Linked DNA regions of Mus musculus: region 2 is linked to region 1. Evidence: chromatin contacts called from public HiChIP or PLAC-seq data. All regions are on one chromosome and are shown on one strand. The core of a region is the stretch at or near the end of the contact, and the rest is flanking DNA. Distances in the headings are between cores, read along the strand shown. Region 1 has its middle 97 kb from the start of Galnt5. Region 2 holds the start of Gpd2 (glycerol phosphate dehydrogenase 2, mitochondrial).

Region 1 (4,369 bases), core at 900-3,399:
GCAACCTACTCCTCAGAAAATAAAAAGTCCCCACCATTATGTGACCGTATCTGAAAACAAAAGAGTTTTCAGAAGCTTGATAGAAGTTATAAGCACCACCATTTCATCACATACACACACACATACACACACACACACACACACACACACACACACACACACACACACAAACACACACACACACACACAAATTCTAAGCTTTTAGAATTCGTTTTGACTCTACAGAAAACAGCTACAAATGTTTTCCTAGGAGAGTTTATAGGGAGGTTTACTGAAAGTAAGTAAATACTGTTAGAACTCATTCACCTAAGGAGCTCTTTCCAGAAGATGCTACAATAGCAACCATTAATCAAAAGATTATTTCATCTGATATTTCCAATTTGCTTTTATTTCTAGACCCTGAGATACACAAACACTGGTATGAGCAATCACTTGTCTCATTAAAAACAAACATCCAAACAAAAGGAGTACACTTTAAGCAACAAAGATTGCACACAAGTTCAGTCTTCTGGAAAATGCTCTCCAGTATTGTGGATTTTTCCACTCACAGAAGCTTTGCTGTGATTTCCCATTCCACATCTGCTCTTCATTTGAGGTTCTTCCCCAAAACGCAGGAACAGAGGTGCCAAATTCTTGATGTTAAGAATTCTCACAAAACACCCATGGAAGGAGTTACAGAGACAAAGTTTGGAGCTGAGATGAAAGGATGGACCATCCAGAGACTGCCCCACCCGGGGGCGTCCATCCCATAATCAGCCACCAAACCCAGACACTATTGCATATGCCAGCAAGATTTTGCTGAAAGGACCCTGATATAGCTGTCTCTTGTGAGGCTATGCCAGTGCCTGGCAAACACAGAAGTGGATGCTCACAGTCAGCTATCGGATGGAACACAGGGCCCCAGTGGAGGAGCTAGAGAAAGTACCCAAGGAGCTAAAGGGATCTGCAACTCTATAGGTGGAACAACAATATGAACTAACCACTACTCTCAGAGCTCTTGACTCTAGCTGCATATGTAGCAGAAGATGGCCTAGTCGGCCATCATTGGGAAGAGAGGCCCTTTGGTCTTGCAAACTTTATATGCCCCAGTACAGGGGAATGCCAGGGCCAAGAAGTGGGAGTGCCTGGGTAGGGGAGCAGGGCAGGGGCAGGGTATAGGGGACTTTTGGGATAGCATTTGAAATGTAAATGAAGTAAATACCTAATAAAAAATTGGAAAAAAGAAAAAGAATCCTCTAGTCTCCTTGAGAATTCTTTAAAAATTTAAATGCTATGTTGGATGACAAGGAGACTAGAGGATTCTTTTTCTTTTTTCCAATTTTTCTCTTAGCATCCGAGTAGAAGCTATTTTACAAATCCTAAGTGGGGTTCATGCTGAATAAAAGCTTCATTGAGATTCTAAGCTGGGACCCTCCGCTTATGTCTACCTCTCTCATGGTGGAAGAGACCTATGCTGTTCAGACTGTAAGCTGGACTCCCCCGCTGGCATCCATCTGCCTTCCGGTGATGGGCTATGGATAGCTGTGGACCAGGCAGCATACTGTTTGTTTTGCTCTCTCACAGCAGTTCAGCCTGGGCTTACAGAGATCGCTGTGAACACTCAGCAGCTTCTATAAGCTCTAATTCTCATCCTCGTATTCTCCGTAACTACAGCTATTACGTAAAAGTCCACAGCAAAGCTTAGCTACTGGGGTGAAAAACAACTAGAGAAACATTCTACTGTGGACAGCTTTCTGTCAAGTCTTCCATCCCTCTTTGTAAATAGAGACTTGGATTTTGAGTTTCTGAGAAGAAGGCCCACCTGGATTTCTAGAATATACCATGGCAGAGCCTTGGCAAGTCAGAGGCGGAGGGTGGGGGATTTTATTCTACAGGCACAGATGCTTTCAGCTTTCAAACAACCTCCTACTTCTTAATCCCTCTCTTCAGGTTCCTGCCAAGCTCTCTGGAAATCTGAGCTTTGGACACCCTCCAACACAACATCTCATCCATATGCCTGCCTGAGGAAGACATTCCGCAGGCTCTTTCCTTCAGTCCGTGAATGATTCATGTGTTCAGATCTTAAACATCAGCTTACTGAATGAGGGACCTAATGGACTGAACGCTTGATCTGACGTCAAGGAAATGCGCTGTTTTAGGGGTACGTGTCTGACACTGATGGCTTAGCTAGAAAATACGACAGCATTTCTTCCACCCCACAACACTCCTTCCTCTTATCACAGTGCTGAGATAAAGCCTTGTACATGAGAGGCAAGCATTTTACCCGTCCCCTGTCCCCAGCTCTACCCCAGACCACTGTACTCCCTTTCAGTGCTTCTTGACTGAGATCCACATTTGCTAACCATATTTTAAAGCTCCATTTTAAGGAGAATTGACTTCTGTTAGTAATGGTGCATTGCAGTTTATTCCAGGAAAAGTAAATGGAATGATAATTCTATTCTTTCCTTCCAAGGGAAATATGCCACGTTAATAAATTGCTTTTACTGCCCAAAGCAAGATTATAACCCAAAAGGCCTAGAGTAGAGGTTGGTAACTAAAATAAGTCGGAATAGTTAAGTCATAGAGGGCAGTTGGCCCTTCATATCCACAGGGTTCTCATTCACGTGTTCAACCAGCTGCAGATGGAAACTACTCAGGTAATAAAAAATGTATTCAGAATATAAATACTTTTGCCCTTGTCACTGTTTCCCGATCAAAACAATATTACAACTGTTTGCACAGTCTTTGATTGTATTAGTCTCTAAATAAGCAGGAGATGATCTACAGGGTGTGGGTCGTATTAGATAAGGTTCTTGGGCATCCCAGGTTTGGATGCCTGGGAGAGTCCTGGAGCCAGTCCACACTCATACTGAAGAACAGGGGTCCTGTTTAATACAATAGGACACAGCTCCTACTTAGCTATTAAATAGTGTTTTGCTGTGTGTGTGTGTGTGTGTGTGTGTGTGTGTGTGTGTATGAATGCATATCCAGGTTTGTGTAGGTATGCTCACAAATCCATGTGTGATCATGTCATGTGTGCACATGAATGTGGAGGCCAAATGTTAATATCAAATTCCTTCCTGTATCACTTTCTCCTTATTTATTAAACATAGGTTCTCTAGCCTACTTAGGAACTCGCTGACTGAACCAGAGTGGTTGGCCAGGGAGCTGTATGTCTCTACCTCTCCAGTATTGGGGATAAAGATGCATTCTTTCCTGCTTGGTTTTTAGACGGATGCTGGATACAGGCCATAGCTCTCATGGTTCTGGAGCAACCCTGGTACAGTCTGGTGGATGTTCTCCATACCCTTCCCACTGCTGACATAGCTGGAACTTACAGAAATTTTTAGATGCTATAATGTCTTTTTGTTGTTGTTTTTGTTTGGGGTTTCTGTTTTGTGGTTCTAATTTTGTTTTGAGATGGGGGTTTCATGTAGCCTAGGCCAGTCTTGAACTTATATAGCTCAGGCTGGCCTCAATCTACTAGCTCCTGTCTCTACCTCCTGGAGGTTTGGATAATAAGCTTTTATTCTTACATGCAATGTCCTAGCCTTAAACATTAGCTATTATTTAGGACAAATATAAACAATCTCTAAGGCAAAGACAGCTGTACACCAGATTTGATGGGTATTGTCAAGTTTATAATCTTTGACATACTTTATTTATAAGTGTTTTAAATAGGTTGATAAGAAACAAAATGAAGCTAAAATCACTTAAACTTTGCTATCAAGTAAACAATTTTATTTTAAATGACAGTAAAGAGTGAGGAGCTTTCAGAGACAGTTATGAGTGAAACTCTTGGTTCAACCAACTCTGACCTGTGTGATCTGGAGAAAACTGCTTGAGTTCTTATAACTTCCATTTGTAAAATGACAGAAATAATGTTCCTTCCTGTGGCTGTGGTAATGAAAGCACAAGCAGTTTAAACCATTTGCTTTGTTTTGTGGTTCTCAGCACACAGTAGGCATGAACTATGTGCTGTTCATTCATAGTGCTCTTATGCATGTGGATGCACACTGCAGATCTTACAGCCAACAGAAACCAGAGACAAAGCTGCCAGGAGAAGCACAGGCTAAAAGAGTCTTCTTTTGGTCGGTCGCACCAATTCAAGTCACTGGTTTGTCCCTACATTAATAAAAAGACAGGAAGAGGGTACAAACAGATGGTGCTGAACCCACACATCCATCTTACCTTTCTTGATTAAAAGCTATACAAAACCTATATTCTGGCAGGAAGATTAAAGGGGAATAATGGAAGGTGGTCTGCCTATCAAGAGTTTCTGGATGATGAACTATGTGGATTTTTAAGTGAGCAAGTCATTTTTATCTTCCTTCAATGAACACATAATCTATGCTTTTTTGCAAGCCTCTGTGCTTTTCCTTAATAGAAC
Region 2 (4,534 bases), core at 83-2,582, 660 kb before region 1:
GAACATCAGCTCTCAACCCTTAGTGTGAATCTGGACCTCTGTAATGCTTGGTTAGGTCTGGAGCTGGAACTCGGATGTTTGGGACTCAGGTAGCCACTAGCTCAGATTGTTTGCATTTCTGCCAAGTTCTCAGGTGATGCTGTACCAGGCACCATAGCTGTACTGTGAAAGGCACATTTTAAACGCTAAAGATTCCCTGGCTTATTTCCAAACCCTTTCAGTGGTACAGCGACAGAAGCTTAGTTCGTAAATTTAGCGTGTCCAAGGCCAGGAACAAGTTCTTTTGCCTTTACAGAGGGTTTGTTTGCCATAAGTTACTGTGAGTTTGTGACCCCAAACTATAGGCATTTCTACAGGGTTTAAGAATACTATGTATGTGACTTAGCAATTGATTACTAAACACTGCTACAATTTCCTTCAAACTAATTTGGCACGAGGAGCTTTTCGGATCAGTCCCTGCCTACTTTTCAACACCATAATCTCAGGATTTAAAGTGGGGTCTTTCGGAACCCGAACTGAGCCCTCCTTGGGTACCCTTGGTTTTGCTTAACCCTTTTAGTTGCAACAAGTGAGCTGGGCATGCTCAGTGGGCAGGGTCGGGTTGGGAGGGGGTGCAAGTGGGAAGCCTGTGGCTCCGCAGCCAGGGTTCTCCGCCTCCCCCCACCTGTACGAGGCCCGGCCCGCTGGGCCAGCGCTCAGCATCCCACCCTTGCTGATTTGGCTTGTTCTTCTCAGCGGGTCCCGGTGCTAACATTCAGGCCCGGGGTCCACAGGCCTGGAGCGCCCACAGAACACGCTGGGGTATCTGGGCCGAGAGCTGCAGGCCGAGTCCCTAGAGTCCCCCGACTCCTAGACGCCTTTCTAGGCCCAGGGAAGCCTGGCGGCTGGGAGGCGCGGAGGAGGGGACGCCGGATCTAAGGGCGCGCGACGGGTGATCAGGTAAGGCAACCCCGGTAGGCAGCAGGCGGGGGAAACGTCCTCCCCCTAGGGCAGATGGCAGGAGTGGCCCGCGTGGGGAGGGACAGAAACCCAACACCACAGCGGCTTCCCCGGCCTAGCTCAGCCCTCTCTTCTTTCCTCCAGCTAGCAAGGAGTGGCAGGGTATGGAGTCGTGCTCCGCCGGGGCTCAGGGCAGGATCGATAACCTCGGGCATGGCCAGCCCACGTCCCTGCGAGACCCAGAGCGCCGGGTCTGCAGCCGCCCTTTCCCACCGGCTGCACTTCCGCATTTCCCTGCCGGGCAGAGTCGCCCGGGCCGCGGTGTCGCGGCGAAGGCGGTGGCTGAGTTGCCGGATCATCCCCCGGGGAGGCGGAGGCGCACGAGGGGAGGAGGAAGTGGCCGGGAGGGGCGTCGGCGGGCGGGTCGGGTTACGGTGGCCCCGCCTGACCCGGTGACATCCCGGCGCGCTCGCCGCGAGCTCAGGGCCACTCTGGTTCTCGGTGAGGCCGACTCCGTTCTGGCTGGAGGATCCTGACTCCCTTGCTCGCCGACCCCTTGCGCGTGACGACCGATCTCAGGTGTGTGCGTCCTGGCGACCTGGTCCTCTGCCTCGGCTTCTAGGAGGAAGTGGTCCCTCTCTGACTTGTGTGACTCGGTGGGACTGCGGTGTGGCGGAGGTGGAGGTGGTGGTGGCGGGAAACTGGGGCGAGACTGTGAATTTGTTCCCACCAACGGAGGAGGAGCACAATTCTCATTCAGGGTTAGGCGAGACTGGAATACGTTTGAGATACGCTTTACCTAGCTGGAGGCAGGGCGTTCCCACATCAATGAAACTTTATGCAAAGTTTTAACTTGTGAAAGTGGCTTGTCTGATGCGGAGGCTTGCTGTTTCCTTCTGAGGTGAGGCGGGGAAGACCCTTCTGCAAGGGGGAGGAGGCTTTCTTTGAGAAACTCAGTTGCCGGGGTGTGACTGGCCCAGGAGGAAATGCAAAGTGTACACCGGCAACAGCCTCCTCTCTCCGCAAAGCAACTGTGTCTTGCCAAAGAAAGTTTGCTGAGTGCTGCAGCTTTAGGAAGGCTTTTAGCAGGTGATGGTCCCTAGACCGTCCTTTATCCCTTAGGAAGATATACGTACTCCTGAAACAGCCTTCCTCAAGCAACACAAGTTCTTACAAAAGTTCAATGACAGGGGCATCTAAGTGTTACAAGAAGTAAATATCCCAGGGGTTGCTACAGAAACAGCCAAAAGTTACATTTGTCAATTTGTGTGAGTAGGTGAGAGAAGGAAGTTGCCCTGTTTGCTTAAAACAAAACTTTGTATCTTGCATGTATTTCAAAGTTTGAGAGTCTTGGAATTTCTCTTTTTGAACGTGGAAAGTGCTGGTGATGGCCTCTCTGGGACCATGGGGCTTCTTGGGAGCTGTTGGTTAGCATATGGGGCCTGGATGCCATTGCCCAGTGGATAGCATGTGCTGTCTCTGGGGCCTTAATGATGAGTGTTGAAACCTCCCCCTGTTTCTCATAGAGACATTAGTCAAACGACCACACTTCCTTCATTTTAGCAACCTAACCCTTCACCTCAGTGAACAATGGGAAAGAATTTGGGATGAGAGACAAAACTGTTAGAACTCTGCTTTCTGAGAGCATTAGTCACATAGTCACCTTATAAATAAGTCATTCTAGGAACCATGGGAAGGCAGTTGCATGCCTCACTGTTAATGAAAAGGGCACAGAGTTAGCAGTTCTCAGTGGATGTCACACCCCACTGCTGAGTCTTATAACTAATGCTTCTTATAGACAGTCAAAAAAGAGTTGATTGTCACTGTGGATGAATGAGATGAATGATGTTGACATACTGATAGAATTCTTACATTATCCTGTCCATAGTCAGGATGTAAGTTTTTTTTTTTTTTTTAAGATTTATTTTATGTATATGAGTACACTGTACTTGTACAGATGCTTGTGAGCCATCATGTGGTTGTTAGGAATTGAACTTGGGACCTCTGCTTGCTCTGGCCCCACTTGCTCCGGCCCAAAGATTTATTTGTTGTTATATCTAAGTACACTGTAGCTGTCTTCAGGCACACCGGAAGAGGGTGTCAGATCTCATTACTGATGGTTGTGAGCCATCCTGTGCTTGCTGGGATTTGAACTCAGGACTTTCAGAAGGGCCGCCAGTGCTCTTAACCCCTGAGCCATCTCTCCAGGCCAGGATGTACGTTTTTACTGGGGTTGGGTGTGTCTTACACACTTTCAGATCTCTAGCACCAGGAGTGGTGGCTTGGTTTGCAATAGTCTTCCACAAATGCTTTCTCCGGCAGTGACTAACCTGAAACAATGTATCTGAGTCTAAGAAACAGAAAGTTTTGGCCTTAGAGAACATGTTCAAATTTACTAAGTCTCATAGACAAAATATGGGTAATGGTATATGTATATGTACACACACACACACACACACACACACACACACACACACACACACATATACGTATACACACACACACATATATATACCAGGTCTACAATCACTAGTAATATGTCCTAGAGGCAAGAAACTCTAAATGTTAGTGTCCTTCCTCTTATTTTTCTTTTGCATTGGAAAAGCAAATTTTGGGAAAAAGCATACAGCTAGACAGGTGATTTAGGTTTGGGGTTTTTTTTTTTTTTTGTTTTGTTTTGTTTTGTTTTTGTTTTTGTTTTTGTTTTTGTTTTTTTTTTTTTTTTTGGTTTTTCGAGACAGGGTTTCTCTGTATAGCTCTGGCTGTCCTGGAACTCAGAAATCCACCTGCCTCTGCCTCCCGAGTACTGGGATTACACCACGCCCGGCAGTGATTTAGTTTTTATATGTCATGCCAGAGGAAGGCAAGAGGCAGCTGTGGTTATTAGAAGAGGGAACAATTTCCAGACCATTATCTAATTTCTTTTCTTCATTTTTGGAACATGGTGATGTTTTCTGAAACTTGATTCATTCTGCTCAATGCCTGGACTCCGAAGGCTAGCTCAAGTGCAGAAACATACTGCAGAAAGCACTGGACATGGCACAAATGCTACATTTGACTTTTTGAAAGATGTTTTACACAGTCGTGTGCACCATTACACAGTAATAAGTAATAGATAAAGGAAAAATCACTGTTAGCTTAGATCAATATATGGCGTGTTTGTTTAGTGAAATAAAACATGAATTTTGGTGCGACATAACATCACTTTAATTGACTACATATGTAGCTGGTCCTAGTTGCGTAGAGAGGTGGAAGCCATCTTAGTTTGTATACATTCTGTGATGTTTCTCAGAATGAGAGACCACCTAATGAGTCATTTCTCAGAAGTTATTTCTGACCTTACAGATGACTGTTGCTGGCTGAACTTGTTGGGAACAAGTTGATGTTGAAGAGACTACCACTGACAAAGACTAAAAAAAAAAATCATCATTTTAGGAGTCCATATCGGTCCAGACTTTGGCTCTAGGCTAGTCTTGAAGTCATAGAAATCCTCCTGCCTCAGCCTTTCAAATACCAGGATTATAAGCATGTGCTGTATCATGCTTTGTTTTGAAGTAGGCTTTAAATGCCTGCGAAAGCATCTGGATAATTCCAC

What was found. HiChIP or PLAC-seq counts read pairs in DNA pulled down with a chosen protein or histone mark.
Region 2: a contact with region 1 is called in an H3K4me3 HiChIP or PLAC-seq map of forebrain, with 4 times the contacts expected there. The contact joins the promoter of Gpd2 here to the enhancer-like site in region 1. A contact is called at or near these places in 4 of 39 promoter capture datasets (cranial neural crest, frontonasal cranial neural crest, hippocampal neurons and 1 more) and 4 of 115 datasets of contacts at active chromatin or transcription factors (acute myeloid leukemia, embryonic limb bud, forebrain and 1 more).

Annotation. Positions count from the first base shown.
Region 1 is chr2:57,898,817-57,903,185 of GRCm38.p6, forward strand. No RefSeq gene overlaps it. Among named protein-coding and RNA genes, the nearest start is that of Galnt5, 97 kb to the right of the region's middle. Within about 2 kb of position 2,150, at least 29 of the 459 cell types and tissues checked have an H3K27ac peak or open chromatin away from gene starts, as enhancers often do. A contact at or near this core is called in forebrain, where this site is marked.
Region 2 is chr2:57,237,050-57,241,583 of GRCm38.p6, forward strand. It overlaps Gpd2 (glycerol phosphate dehydrogenase 2, mitochondrial), which reads left to right and starts at 1,333. Exons shown (of 17, transcript NM_010274.3): 1 at 1,333-1,518.